2 separate regions of the Mus musculus genome follow, and region 1 is linked to region 2. A link is a contact called in public targeted proximity ligation data. All regions are on one chromosome and are shown on one strand. The core of a region is the stretch at or near the end of the contact, and the rest is flanking DNA. Distances in the headings are between cores, read along the strand shown. Region 1 has its middle 23 kb from the start of Scgb1a1. Region 2 holds the start of Gng3 (guanine nucleotide binding protein (G protein), gamma 3).

Evidence for each region.
Region 1: a targeted proximity ligation map of effector CD8 T cells shows a contact between it and region 2, with 141 read pairs. A contact is called at or near these places in 14 of 39 promoter capture datasets (the 3T3-L1 cell line, the C10 cell line, the HPC-7 cell line and 10 more), 9 of 484 Hi-C or Micro-C datasets (B cells, CD8 T cells, the G1E-ER4 cell line and 5 more), 31 of 130 datasets of targeted methods (CD8 T cells, the NIH/3T3 cell line, T-cell acute lymphoblastic leukemia and 18 more) and 3 of 9 other capture datasets (adipose tissue, liver and pancreatic islet).

What each region holds. Positions count from the first base shown.
Region 1 is chr19:9,060,996-9,068,375 of GRCm38.p6, reverse strand. It overlaps a transcript of Ahnak not described here. Among named protein-coding and RNA genes, the nearest start is that of Scgb1a1, 23 kb to the left of the region's middle.
Region 2 is chr19:8,834,746-8,841,838 of GRCm38.p6, reverse strand. It overlaps Gng3 (guanine nucleotide binding protein (G protein), gamma 3), which reads left to right and starts at 2,593. Exons shown (of 3, transcript NM_010316.3): 1 at 2,593-2,848; 2 at 3,186-3,285; 3 at 3,568-4,910. The coding sequence starts at 3,187. The coding sequence ends at 3,696. Bscl2 (Berardinelli-Seip congenital lipodystrophy 2 (seipin)) reads right to left here and starts at 4,372. Exons shown (of 12, transcript NM_001136064.3): 1 at 3,975-4,372; 2 at 2,055-2,263; 3 at 415-731. The coding sequence starts at 2,129.

The DNA.
Region 1 (7,380 bases), core at 731-3,230, 230 kb before region 2:
GAGACACTATAAAAAAGACAATAAATAAAAATCTTCATATTGTGTGACCAGGCATGTAGCTCCATTAGGGCAATGCTTGCCTGGCATGTCCAAAGTCTTTGGTTCGATCACCAGCAACACGTAAATCAGCCATAGTGGCTCACATCCATAATAGTAGCATAGGAGGTGGAGGCAAAAAGATCAGAAGTTCAGGATCATCATCAGCTACAAATCAAGTATATTCCAGGCCAGCCTGGGGTAGGTGAGACCGAACGTGAGGTCAGGACACAGGCTGAATGAAAAGAAACAGTTGGTTAAGACCGTGTAAAATGCATCTGCCTTTTCTCAGAAAAGTGCCCCATCTCAGTGACAATCATCTGATTGTCCCTGTGGATCCTTCAAAGCATGGAGATCTACTATCCTACCTTGGTTCAAAACTTTTACCCTCAGGCTGAGGAGATAGCTTAGTGGAGGTAAAGTGCTTGCCATGCAAATGAGAATAGCTAAATTCAGTCCCCAGGACCCGTGCAATCCCAGCACCAGCAAGGCAGAAACATGCAGGTCACTAGGGCTCAGCAGCCAGCCATGTAAATGGGGTTGTGGAACCTGCTTGGGTGGTAAGTAGTGATCTAGCAGGGAAGACTTAACTGGGATTTAAAGATTGGAAAGACGTGGGCCAAGCAAAGCCAAGAAAGAGCATCCTGACAGACAGTGAGAACCCTGGTAGAGCATGGGAGGAAAGACTAGCTACATCTAGGGGAGTACAAGGGTGCCAAGATAAAGAAAATGACTTACATAGGGGCTATTGAGGAAGCTGAGATCTGAGATAGAACTTTAGACAGCACAGAAAGTGAGTAGTCATGCCGAAAGTGCCAGGCAGCTGGAAGTCAAGGTGGAGAGGCAGATTTGTAGCCCTGGAGACCCCTGTGGTTGAAATGCAGAACCTGCATGAGAGGCAGAGAAACTGTGAAGAGAAGCGGAGGTGGCTGCACAGAAGCCCCATGTGGGGATTTCCAAAGTAGTAATGGTGTTGCCCTCAGGGGGCAGGAGGAGCGGGTGGGGAGATGAGGAGCACGGAGGAGCGGGTGGGGAGGTGGGAGCACCCACAGTTCATCACGGTTTTGTTTCTGCCTGGACCACAGTGGCGCTCACAGGAGGAGAAGCAGCTTCCAGAGAGGGGAAGGGAATCATTCTGGATTCCGGTTTTGACTTCTATTGTATAAATGCTGAATTTGCCTGCCAAGAAAAGAGGGTAGCAGCACACACCTGTAACTCCAGCACTCAGGAGACTAAGGCAAAAGGACTGCTGAGAGACCCAGGCCCACCTGAGCTACAAGCTGAGATTTGTTTCCAAACAAAACAAAATTCAGGCAAAAAAAACTCAGACATATAAGACCAAAACAAAAAAAAAAAATTTTTTAAGAATTTTAATTTAAAAACAGGGAAGCTAATTAACTAGAAATGACCAGCCTAGAAGTGAGATTAGACATCACACAGGTGGATATGTTCCTCTGAACAAAGGCAGAAAAGAAAACAAAGGGATGTGTTTGAGTTTTTAGGGGAGAGAAAGCTTTTTCTTCACTTCTCCTTGTGGTGTTAAATTGTCACAGCCTATCAACTCTAAATCCAAAACATTCCTAAAATCTATCTCTCTCTACTTCCATCTGTAACCCTCCCAGTGCTCATGAGTTCTCCACTAATGAATTTGAGTCAGTTGCTGCCTCTGCTCCCTTCAGCTCATCTTCCACTATGGCGTTTGTGAGATGAACACATACCCACATACCCAAATACACACACACATACCCACATACCCAAACACATACATACACGCATACACACTAAGCTGCAGCAGAAACACAGAGCGGAAAGAAAGGGATGAACTCAGAGAAACCACTGTGGAACAACACAGATTTTCCCAGGCCTGAGCTAGAGAAGCACCAGCTGCTGGGAGAGCCAGGTGTCTAGACTGGTTACCAAGGCAACCAAAGAGTGCACTAGCAGATGCAGAGAGCACACCCTCTTCTTCACCCTACAGTGACAGGAACGGCTTTATGAGCCCAGTTTACTGGTTCCAACCCATGCGATTTTACTGGTACCACCCAGCACCTGGCATACCAGGGGACACTCTAAAGTGGGAAACAGCCACAAAAGTCACAATGACTAACCCTTACTGCGTTGTTATAGTGTTCCAGGCACTGTGCCAAGTGTTTTACATGAATAAAATATCTATGAAGTTAAGATCAGACATGAAGACACCAAGGTTTAGGGAGATTGAGGAACGGTTAACAGCATTAACTTCCTGTTTGGACAGCTGGCTTGTCTCCGCCCTTCTGCTGAGTGAATGGGCTCTGTGGACTCTCCTAGCTCAGCTCTAAGGTAGGATTAAATAAGATGAGTCATGTTGAAGCATTTTAGCTAATGCCTAGCACAAAAATCATGGTTTCTATTGATCACTATAATTGCTGTTATGATTGATGGTTAGGATGTCGATCAAAACAAAAGCAAACTCATGTCTCTTTCTTACATGAAAACCACCAGTGGCTTCCTGCTCCTCACAGGAAGGTCTCACTATACCCTGCCTGCTGTAAAACACTCCAGCTGTGCTATGCCACACAGAACTTGCTAGACATGCTCTGCATGCTACTGCTGCCTCCCTGCCTAGAACATCCTCACTTTCCCAAAAGGAAGAAAGGTAGGCTGTCCAGCCTAGGGGCTGAGAAGATAAAGTGACTGCCATACAAGTATAAAGAACAGCCAGGCGTGGTGGCGCATGCCTTTAATCCCAGCATTTGGGAGGCAGAGGCAGGTGGATTTCGGATTTCTGAGTTCGAGGCCAGCCTGGTCTACAAAGTGAGTTCCAGGACAGCCAGGGCTATACAGAGAAACCCTGTCTCGAAACAAAACAAAACAAAACAAACAAACAAACAAACAAGTATAAGAAGCTAAGTCTAAAACCCCAGCACTCACATAAAAGCTGGTGGCATTGCTCATAACCCCAGCCCTTTGGTCTTACTGGCAGGCTTTACTGACCACCCCGCTCCAGAGTCTACAGAGTGAGTCCCAGGACAGCCAGAGCTACACAAAGAAACCCTGCCTCAAGAAACCAAACCAAACCAAACAAAAGTCATTGTGGATGATCAAGGAAGACACCAGACATTGACCTCTGGCCTCCTCATGAATATGGACACACACATAAATTCACAGTAAAGGCTGGGGAAGAAACTCCAAGAAAAGCAAATGTCTTAGAACCACTTTTTAGTGGAGTTTTAGTTGTATCAAGGACAGGTCTGGGTCTCATCTCTTTTCTACCAAAACTTCAGGTCAATCCTTGGAACAAGAATGCAGTTTAAAGGAAGCTAAGAGCATAAGGTATTTATGGCATAAGCCTAAGGCAAGATATGGGGTCAGAGGGAGGCTGTTCTAGCCTCGTTCCCTCCCAGAAACTTCCTCATTCCCAGACACTTATCTTCTGTTGTTTCACACCTTTTCCAGTCAGCCAAGTGATGGGACTATTGCTGGTAATTGCTTAGAATCATTTATTGGAATTAGTAGTAGTAGTAGTAGTAGTAGTAATAGTAGCAAAACCAGTAACAAAAAAGGAAAAGAAACCTAATCTCAAGGATAGGTGGCCTCTGATGGATAATTAGCCACATATTCCCATGAAACATGCTCAATGTGTCACAGGCCCAACCCAAAGAGAACAATAGTATAGTTAAGAATTTCTGAGCGCTTCCTTCATCCAGGACACTTTCCCTTTGTAATCTCATGTCACCTTTATGTGACATTATGATTCTCATGGCTCTGTTGCCCTGCTTTCAGCATGAGGGAGGCTGAGGCTAAGTTCAGACACCTAGCCAGGGAGAAAAGCTGGAACTGGGTAGCCTGAACCCTAGAGCTCCACCTACTACGCTGCGCAATTGATTTATTCCATTGTTCTGTCTGCAGAAGGGGCTCTGTTATGATCGACATATAGAAAGATGGGGGCATTTGTACTATTAATGAAGTTTTCTTTTTATTTATTCTTTGGGGGTGGAGGACACATAGTCAGAAGACAACTGTGTGGAGCCAGTTCTCTACACCTTTAGCTGACTTCCAGGGATTGAACTTAGGTCATCAGGCTTGCTCAGCAAGCACCTTTACCCACAAAGCTCTTTTAATTAGTATCCTTGTGTGTGTGTGTGTCTGTGTGTGTGTGTGTGTCTGTGTGTGTAATGACTGATGGTCCTGGTTCAGCTTCCCTGATGACTATTTGACCACAGTGGCGCCATCCTCACTCTACGGGGAAATATTACATTCAGAATCACTCGAAGCCTGGAGGTGGAGTGAGCAGTAATGACAGCAAGAATAAGAACTAGCCATAGCTGGGCATGATGGGGCACACCTGTCATCCCAGCATGAGCAGCTAAGGCAGGAACTTCAAGGCCAGCCAGTGCCAAATACTGAGTACTAGGCTGGCAAAAGCTACATAATAAGACCCCTGATTCAAATAAAAACAACAAAAAATTTACTCATTATTATCAAGCACATGAGAACTCAGGAAAAGAACTCAAGGAAAAGAAACTTAAAACCCACCCCAGGGGCAGGTAGTGGAGGTTTACTCCTTTAATCCCAGTATTCAGGAGGCAGAGGCAGATGGATCTCTGAGTTCGAGGGGCCAGCCTGGTCTACAAACAAAAATAAACAAATAAACCAGGAGACTCAGAGTCAACAGCAAGACCAACACTTGAACCCAGACAGAATCACTGCCTTCCTAGAAGCCTGTGTATGTCTACTATGAGAAATTCTGACCTACTTCTGGGGCTGCCAAGGAGCCCAAAGAGGTGGGAGAGGTGTACATGCCCATCTCTAGTCAGGAGGTCAAGACAGAAGAGCTATGAGTTTGAGGCCAGTCAGAGCAAGACCTGCACCTCCCACTCCTCCTACCCACCCACCCCCCAAAAAAAACTGAAAAGAGTTCCAGCTTCAGCTTCAAATTCAGCTCCCTCAGAATAGTCATGAACAAAAAGATGGTCAACAACCAAACAATTGCCACGTTTGATGGCACAAATGTTTAACCCCAGTACTCGGGGCAGAAACATCTAGATAGATCTCTGTAAATTGAAGACCTACAGGGCTACAAAGTGAGACCCTGTCTCAAAACAAACAATTAACCAGGAGTAGTGGCTCATACCCATAATGCTGGCTGTCGGGAGGCTATAGCAGGGATCAGTCTGAGTTTGAGAACTGGGCCTAGGTTACATAGTAAGACCCAGAGAGACAGACAGACAGAAGAAGAGGGGAAGGAAACAGAAGAGGGAGACCCAAACATAGTGCTGCAATCTCCAGCACTTGGAAGGAGTTCAAGGGCAGCCTCAACCACATATCGGGTTTTAAGCCAGCAAATATTACATGAAACCCTATCTAAGAAACACACACACATACTGAAGAGAAAGAGGAAGAAGAGGAGGGACTGAGGGAAGGAGGGGAAGGAGGAAGAAGAGAGGAAGGAGGGGGAGAGAGTAGAAGAGGAAGAAGACTTGACCAGGAAAAAGGCCTCAAGAGAAACCAGATCTGCTGATACTTGGACCTTGAACTTCCAGATTCCATACCTGTATGAAAAATACATTTCTGTGAATTTCCCACCCATCTGTGGTACTTCATTATGGTAGCCCTAGCCCACCAGCACCACTAACACCGCTAGCCCCTGCTGCTCTCTGTCACTGGTGATAACAACTCTGAGCTACCCTCCAGTTTCTTCACTGAATCTCCTAACCCAGAGGCCATTATTATCCCCATTTTAAAGTTGGGAAAACTGCTAAGTAGTGGTGGTGGTGGTGGTGGTGGTGGTGGTGGTGGTGGTGGTGGTGATGGTGGTGACACACACCTTTAATCCCAGCTCTCAGGAGGCAGAGGCAGGTGGATCCTTGAGTTGGGGGTCAGCCTGGTCTACAAAATGGGTCCCAGGACAGCCAGGGCTATTCAAAGAAACCTGTCTCAAAAAGTCAAAATATAAATCATAAATAAATGCAATTAGGAAGAGTGGGGCTCAGAGAGTTTAGTTACTTCCCCCCAAGGTTATTCATCAGATAAATAACAGGGACAACATCTCAATCCAGAGCCTGTCCTCCTGGCCATTGTGCTGAACTGGGACACTCATGGCACTAGTCTGTAGAAAGTCACACTTGGGGCTGCGGAGATGGCTCTGAGGTTAAGAGCACTGGCTGTTCTTTGAGAGGACCCAGATTCAATTTCCAGTATTCAATGGCAGTTCACACTGTCTCTAATCTGACACCCTCACACAGACATGCACGCAATACACATGAAATAAAAATAAAGAAATTTCAAGAAAAATAGTCACACTGTACCCAAGCTCTCATGCTAGCTGGATGTAACTCTTAGTTGAATCACCTCTTGGAACAGTGAGGGCATGTCATGCCAAGAGCCCAGAAACCTCATGTCTTGCACCACACTGCCATTCCTACAGAATAGTCTTATACTAGCTCCGGATCAGGATAAAGTATTGTAAATGTGATAAACTCTGGGAGGAGGGAGAGAGCGCTGGTGCACATGGTTCATGGAACCATCAAAGCATCCGCTCTTTGAGAAGCACCTCTGCTCTTTGTAACAGGAATGCGGGTGTGGAGCCCTTTGCCATCAGCTCACTGGTCACCAAAGAGCTCCTCCATCTCCCAGTGTCCTTGAGGAAGGCAGTCAATTGGCTCAGTAAGCAAAGGGCTTTGTCCACAAGCAGCAGAACTGACAGCTGCCTACCAAGTGTAAGAATGTGGCCTCTGCCTCCCCACATACCAGAGATCAGAGCTACAACAGGCCCTAGAGATGGCCTCTCCTGATCCCTTCACCAAAGGGACCGGAGGGCATGGTAAACAGCCATCAGTTCTGCAACAAGGTAGCCTGGCAGAAAGCTGGAGTGGACACTCACTTCTTGCCATTGGCACACCCTCTTATGGGCCCCCAGCCAGAAAACACCAAGTCATCCTTTGTACTCAACAAAGCCAAGCTTTGTCAGCACCCAGTTACTCTGGAGCGTGGGAGCCGAGAAAAACTTGACTGGTACTCATGATGTTCTTTGCCCAGTCCTCATGCCTAATATGTAAGTCATCTTACGCTATTCCCTTTCTAGCCCCTTGCAGTAGCGTTACTCAATGTGTGGTGCCTAACCTTCTGCACAAGGCTCTCCCCAGGTTCCACTTGATCAGACTCACTAGGGTACATTTATGAAACACTGTGGGTGATTCTGAGGCCTGTGTCCTGCTGGATCCTTTATTTACCTGTCTGAGGAAGTCAGACATACCCTGATGTCTGAGAAAGGAAGACAGCTTGTCCTGTACCACTTGGCTTGCAGTACTAAAACCCTGGACAATCCAGGATAAAACAAGATGGCTGCCGAGCCCGGTGGCGCAC
Region 2 (7,093 bases), core at 1,344-3,843:
CTGGGATTACAGGCATGCACCACCACTGCCCGGCTAAAAGTGACTTTCTTTTCCTAGTCTTTTTTTTTTTTTTAGACCCCTTTGAGACAAGTTCTCAACCTGTCTTCCAGGCTGGCCTGGAACTCATGCTAATTCTCCCAACTCAGCCTCCCCAGACTGGTATTACACACGTGACCAGGCTCTTTTTCTCAGTTCTTAACCACAATTTCCAGCAGAGGCAGACCTAGAACCCTAAAGCCCTACCAGCCCAGACCTGCTCAAGCCTTGGCTCAGGAGGGCAGAAGTCCTGATAGCACACTAGAATAAGATTTCACCCTCGGTCAATACTGGGATTCAACAGAGGAGAGACTCCACAAGTCCCTGAAGTAATTTTCAAGTTAAGATCCATCTACTTGAATGGAGCAGCCTTCTCACCTGTAGTGGAAGTGCACAGGGCTGAGGTGGCTGACCGTCGGCATGTAGGAGTAGTAGAAGGAGCCATAGAGGAACACAGACACCCAAAGCAAAAGAAGGATGGTGCAGAAGAGCACCCCAAACTGCAGCATCAGCCTGCGGGCACGGCCTGCCAAGACGTGGCCCACTTCCTGGGCCCACAGTAAGGCGGGGACTGGTGGGTCATTGACCATGATGGGGACAGCAGGGGGTCTGGCCCCAGCCTCAGGCTTTGAGTTCCTGGCTGGTCTTCCACAGGGACGATACCCTTGGCCATGGGATAGGGCAGCTGAAGGTTCCTGGAGAAAGAGAAGGGAAAAGACAGTTTCTTTTCCAGGGTAGCTGGAGACAAAAAAGCTTATTCAACTGGCTTTGAAAACTAGAGGTAGCAGGGCAAAGCAAAGTCATTGCTTCACATGCGCTTCTCTTCCAATTACTCCTTCACCTCCCTCCACTGAGTGTGCTTCCAGCCTCTTCCTCCAGTTTCGGGAGCCTGGGACAAACCTCCTTGATACATTCACAGAAGTATAACGTACAGAGAACGAGGCCTTTAAATCTCTCTCGAAACCCAGATGACATGGATCCAAAATGCCAGAGGTTTGCAAGGAGGTGAGTGACTTGCCTAAGGTTGCACAGCCGGCCAGTCTGGCTCAAAGCCAGCAGCCTTAGAGCAGTCAAAATTGCCTCCCAAGAGTTTCTTTCCTCTGCCTGGACCTGTGCTCGCTCACGGAGGAAGTGACCCCTACCCCCGCACAGCACCCTGTGGCCGACGCTGCGGCGCCCACCCCTGGGGTAATGCGGTGTACACCAGATCGCCACCGCGGCGAGGCAGACTCACCGGCCTCTCGCTGCCCAGGCAATATACAGAAGGCAGTTCCGGCTGCCGAGGAAGCCCCGCCCAACTGTCAATCGCCTACAGGGGCTGAGCCTTGCATAGAGGGCAGAGCCTGTAAAATGCTTTGCTCCCCAGTGTCTCTGCCCATTACACTTTAGTTAAGTGACCAAAGGACCCATTATAATCTCCAACGCAGTCTGGGACTCCTTGGTCCTCCTTTCCAGGCCTCAACCACAACCCTCTGCCCATACCTTTACCACCTGTCTTTTCAGTGTGATTGAATGGAGGTGTGAAATAAATGCTGATTTTGTTTTGTTTTGTTTTGTTTGTTTGTTTTTTGTAAATTCAGTAGAGTTCCTTGGGCCTGTAGGAGTCCAACTGGAGCTCAGAGAGCCTTGCACCCTGCCAGAATCTGAATCTTGTGTGTTGTGTGCGCAGATGGTGCCGTCCGCTAGTCAAGCGTGGCGGCATTTCAACCCCTTTCAGTCTCCAGTTTTTATGCTGCGTGATTGACCTTCTGTGACCCACGTGATGCAGCCAACCTCAAAATCCCTACAAAAAACCATGAGACTAGATTTCTGATGGTGGCATCGTCTGGATAACGTCCTCCAGGAGGCAAGGCCAATGCACATCTTTTTGAATAGTAGTAATCCACTCAAATTACATGAAAAATTTCCAATCGATTCCCTATTTCCCCAGTGCCAACTCTTGCCACCCTACTCCCCACTCCGAGAAGCCCACCTGTGTTCACAACATTCACACTAACTCTCGTGGCAAGGTGCCTTACCTCGTCTTTGTCTGATCCTTTGATCTGGTCTCTGCATGTCTCTCTTGCCCCAGCTTCTCTTCTTTGATGTATCATTTCTTTAGCTATCTTCCTGATGGGTTACCTCTGGGTCTCCCAGCTCGCGTCACTCACGTGGTAGAAAGTGGTGATCTAGAAGCTGATCACCTGTAGAGTGTTACATTTTCCTAGCTCTGAAGAACGGTGGGTCACTGAAAGAAACCAAGATTCAGGTGCTAAGTGCTGTGTCAGGGTGGGGGTGGGGGTGGGGGAGCAGCAGCCCAGCTGATGTCAGACTTTCAAATGAGCAGGGTCTTCCGCAGTGGGGACAGACTCTAATGCAGGGGCTGTCACAGGCCCAGACCACCCCATTTGAGAGGGGAGCCTGCTTCTGCCTCAGGCCCTTTGGGGAGCTATCTAGTTTAGACTAAGGACTTGTACAATGGCAGGGGCAGGTAGTGAGAGAGCAGCAGTGAGGGTGTGCACAGGGGATGCAAACAGCAGACTGACTCCCCCACTGTCCAGGCAGTTGGTATGCGCCAGAATCAGCAGCTCCTTCTAGCATCCTTCATCCTTCAGGTACCAGCCATCTGGGCAGAACTTAAGCTGTGGAGACTGAGACCACCCCTCCAAGGATCTCGTCTGAGCATCTCTAGTGACCTTCTCTGCATTAACTGTCAGTGCTACGGATATTTTTAGCTCCAAGTCCTGGCAGGGTGGGGCACCTATCTGAGGCAGGGTTTGGTGCCCCCTCCCCACTGACCCTACATCCCTGGCTGCCGCTGCTGTTACTTCAGGTGAGTAGAAAGCAGCTTTTTTTCTCTTCAGGGCTTGAGGGGGGACAGGTGGCTGATGTGATTTCATCAGGGTGGGGCTCTTTCTGACTGAGGCTTTCATTGCTGGTAACATATTTGGCTCAAAGACTTAAAATCCTTAAATCGTTTGTATAATTTGATGACCAGGACCCAGGGGTTAGGAGAATATTTCATTTTATCTTCTCCATTCTCCCTACTTAAAAAAAAAAAAAAAAAAGAAAGAAAAAAAAACCTGGGATGGCCACTGGAGAATGGGGGCACAATCCCAGGTGTGTGGTTGTGAAGAGCTGAGTGTTTCAGCTGACTGTCTTTACTCCAGGATGAAAGGGGAGACCCCCGTTAACAGCACTATGAGTATTGGTCAAGCACGCAAGATGGTGGAACAGCTTAAGATTGAGGCCAGCTTGTGCCGGATAAAGGTGGGTGCGACCCTGGCTCCCATCAGCCCTTCAGGGCTCAGCTGTGGGTTTGCAATACCCTCCCCTCCCCCCTCCCCCCAAGAAAAGATGCTTCTTTTCTTGACACCCTGAGGTCAGTGGCAGAAACTGGGCTTTGTCAGCAAAGTTGTTCCCGAGGACTGGCGTTGGGGGAGAGGGCTGTCTCAAAGGGCACTAGAAACAAAAAGATAGTCTATTGGAGAAGAGAACTGCAGTCCCTTTCAGGAATTCTGGTTAATGTATCCCTTCCTGGCTGGGTTCCAGGTGTCCAAGGCAGCAGCAGACCTGATGACATACTGTGATGCCCACGCTTGTGAGGACCCCCTCATCACTCCTGTGCCCACTTCCGAGAACCCCTTCCGGGAGAAGAAGTTCTTCTGTGCGCTCCTCTGAAGAGCGGTGGACCTCCTCTGAACTCATCGCCCCCTCCCAGACCCGCCCTTAGATTGGAAATTGTAGTAGATCACTTCTACCCGCATTTACCCGGAGATTATTTGAAGCACAAGGCCCTCCTTACCCATGTCTACCCCATCTCCTCACCCTTTCAGGCTAACTCCAAGCACCTTCTACTCTATCTATAAAGGGACCCCGCTAAACTGCCAAAATCCTGCCTGTTTCCCTCGGTGATCCATCCGTTCAGGCAATGGAGAGGGGGATGCCCGGGTGCTCACCTGGAGCTATGAAAGGTAAAGGCATTTGAAGAATAAAGTCATTCAGAGCCTCAGAGGACAACGTCTGTGTTAGCGTTCTTGGGAAAGAGGATCCTTAATCGATACACTTGCCATATCCAGGGAACAGGGCCAGTCGAGCCCGTTAGACATTGTAAGGATTGGAGATCGCAAAGTATAAGGTGCCCGAGCGCCCCCAGTGGGGGGTTGTTAAAACGAGCGCTCAGAAGCCGCGGAGCATTCACACGAGCGCGCAACGTAAGCGGCGAGAACCACACAAGGGCGAGCAGGGTGGGTTTCCGCAGGCCCAGGGACAGCAGCCCCGGGGGGAGGTGGCCCGAGAGGCCGTGGGGCGGGACAGGGCGACTCGGCGCGGCAGCCAATGCCCAAGATGGCGGCTGCCTGTTCGTACCCGCATGGAGGCACGCGCCGAGGGTGCTCTTAAAATGGCGGTCCCCAGCGTTCCCAATAGGGAACGATCCCTTATGCGATCCTCTGGTCTTAAAATGGCTGCCCCTGCCCTCTCAAAGTCAGAGTCAGGTTCTCTGTCCCATAGAATCTGGAACTAGACATGCTTTGGAGACCAATCACGGGGAGTGGGGATGGGGAGACACCTAAAGCAGTCATGGGTTCTTAAGTTCAGTGTGGTGACCAACACTCCGGAGGTGTTGGACACACACAGAGGCAGATGGATCTCTGAGTTCCAAGCCAGCCACGACGACACACAATACACAATGAAATCCTGACTTAAAACAACCAGTCACTAGGACTGGGACCCAAGAAGCCCAGAGTGAGTTTTGCATAAGAATCTCGCCTGAGTAGAGGTTCCCTTTGAGGTGTATGTAATAACACAAATGTGTTAAACAGGCCATCTTGGAGCACCCTGTTCCTTGGTCTCTGTGGGATCTAAATAAGTAATAAATTTGTTTTCTTGTTGAATTGGGGCTTTTTTATTTTCTCCTCAAGGTAACTGAAAACATCACAAGGGTTCAGAATGTCGTCTGACTGGAAACCATGTCTCAAGAATGCCTCCTAGAGTGAGATCCCGGCAAAGGGTTAGGGGATCCAGGCCACCGCCTAGAAGCTTTTTGGTCTGAGTGAACGTACATATATGTTTTGGATCCTGGGCTACATTTAAATGTCCTAGTTGTTTTGTTTTTGTTTTTATTCTTTTTGGTTTTTCGAGACAGGGTTTCTCTGTATAGCCCTGGCTGTCCTGGAACTCACTTTGTAGACCAGGCTGGCCTCAAACTCAGAGATCCGCCTGCCTCTGCCTCCCTGAATGCTGGGATTAAAGGCGTGCGCCACCATGCCCGGCTGTTCTAGTTTTAGGTGACAAATCGTTCTGGGTAGGAAGGTCTAACTATTCCCTGGGTGTCATAACCAAATGGCTGAACAGGTACAGGTGTTTGACTGCAGGCCCAGTGAGTTTCAACCATCAAGGTGGTGGGGGAGAACTCAAGAGTTTTTCTGACTCCACAAGAGTACCCTGCACACTCTCTCTCTAGAGCGCGTGCATGCGCACACACGCAGACTTCAGTATTTTATAACCTTTGCTCCTTCTTTCTTGTGAAAACCCCAGGAAGGATCCTTGTTATAATCCCTGCCTGCTTACAATGTCTAGAATGCAATAGGTGCCTAATACCTAATGAATGTTTTTTTCTATGTGTATATGCTTAAACTGTACACAGGGAGTAGCAAGAGACTAAAAAGACTAATCTCTATCAGCTCAGATGTGGTAAAAAGCCAAAAGTGCTTAAAATGTGTTATTAGGTTAATCCTTGCCCTACCTTATCCTCTAAAATACCCATCTTAGTTTTCTCATGCAATTTGATACCTATTCAAATTAGGAGTGACTATCTGGTTGAGGAGAACCAGGCCTAGCAACTCGTACAGACAAGGTGTAAGCTGTTTCAGAGTAGGGCTAGAAGAGGGTTCTCAAAGGAGTCACATGGTGGCTTACAAACTGACCTTAACTCCACTTCAAGAGGATCCAATGCCCTCTTCCTACTCTGCATGCACCAGACACAAGCATGGTACACACAGATATATGCAGACAAAACATTCATGGGTATAAATCTTAGGAATAGACCATCAGTGGATTGAGACAGGGTCTGAACTCCTGATCCTCCTGCCTCCCAACTCCAAGTGCTCAGATTACATTCATACACCAGTATAAGCTACTGTTGTTTTTGAAACAGGGTCTTGCTCTGTAGGCCAAGTTGATCTGGAATATTCTGGTTTTGAATTCATAGCATTTCTCCTGTCTTGGCCTATCTAGTGTTAGGACAAAGGCATTCGATATCACGTCAGGCTGAACACTAATTATAATCAGCTCCAAAATGCCAATAATGGAGCCTAAGATGGTTCAGTGGGTAGAAGTTCCTGTCATCAAGTCTGATGACTGGATTCAATTCCTGAGTCCTAAATGGTAGAAAGGAGACTCCCAAGTCATCCTTCGATCTTCACAGGTGTACTGTGGCTCATGCGTGCTAACAGGCAAAAAACCCAAAGTCCTCCTGAGCCTGGTATGGTTGCAGCCTAGGCTACAATAGCCAATACCCAGCTTCAAAACAACAAACACAAAACAAAGTTTCTGTAGCTTTCATTCTTCAAATTCAATAGAAAAATGAAGACTTTCCTTCTTAGGTAATATCACATACTTAATGGATTTCATAAACAAAACATCAAAAATCTAACTGATTATTTTAGCAGAGCCCAAGAGTTAAATTTTCCATTCTAATGGCTCAAGATCTTAGTACAAGAGGGATAGAGAGATGGCTCAGTGGTTAGGAGCACTGGCTGTTCTACTGGCTGTAGAGAATCAGGATTCAGAGTTCCTAGCACCACCATTTAAAAGGATTTTTTTTGTGTGTGTCTATTTTAAAATTTTGTATTTATGGTTTTGTTTTTAAATGTTGTGTGGTTCAGATACACCAGAAGAGGGCATCCGATTCTATTACAGATGGTTGTAATGTGCCATGTGGTTGCTGGGAATTGAACTCAAGACCTCTGGAAGAGCAGTCACTGCTCTTAAACCACTGAACCATGTCTCCAGCCCTAGCACCACCATTTAAGCTCACAACCATGGGACACTGCAGTTCCAGGGGATCCAATGCCCT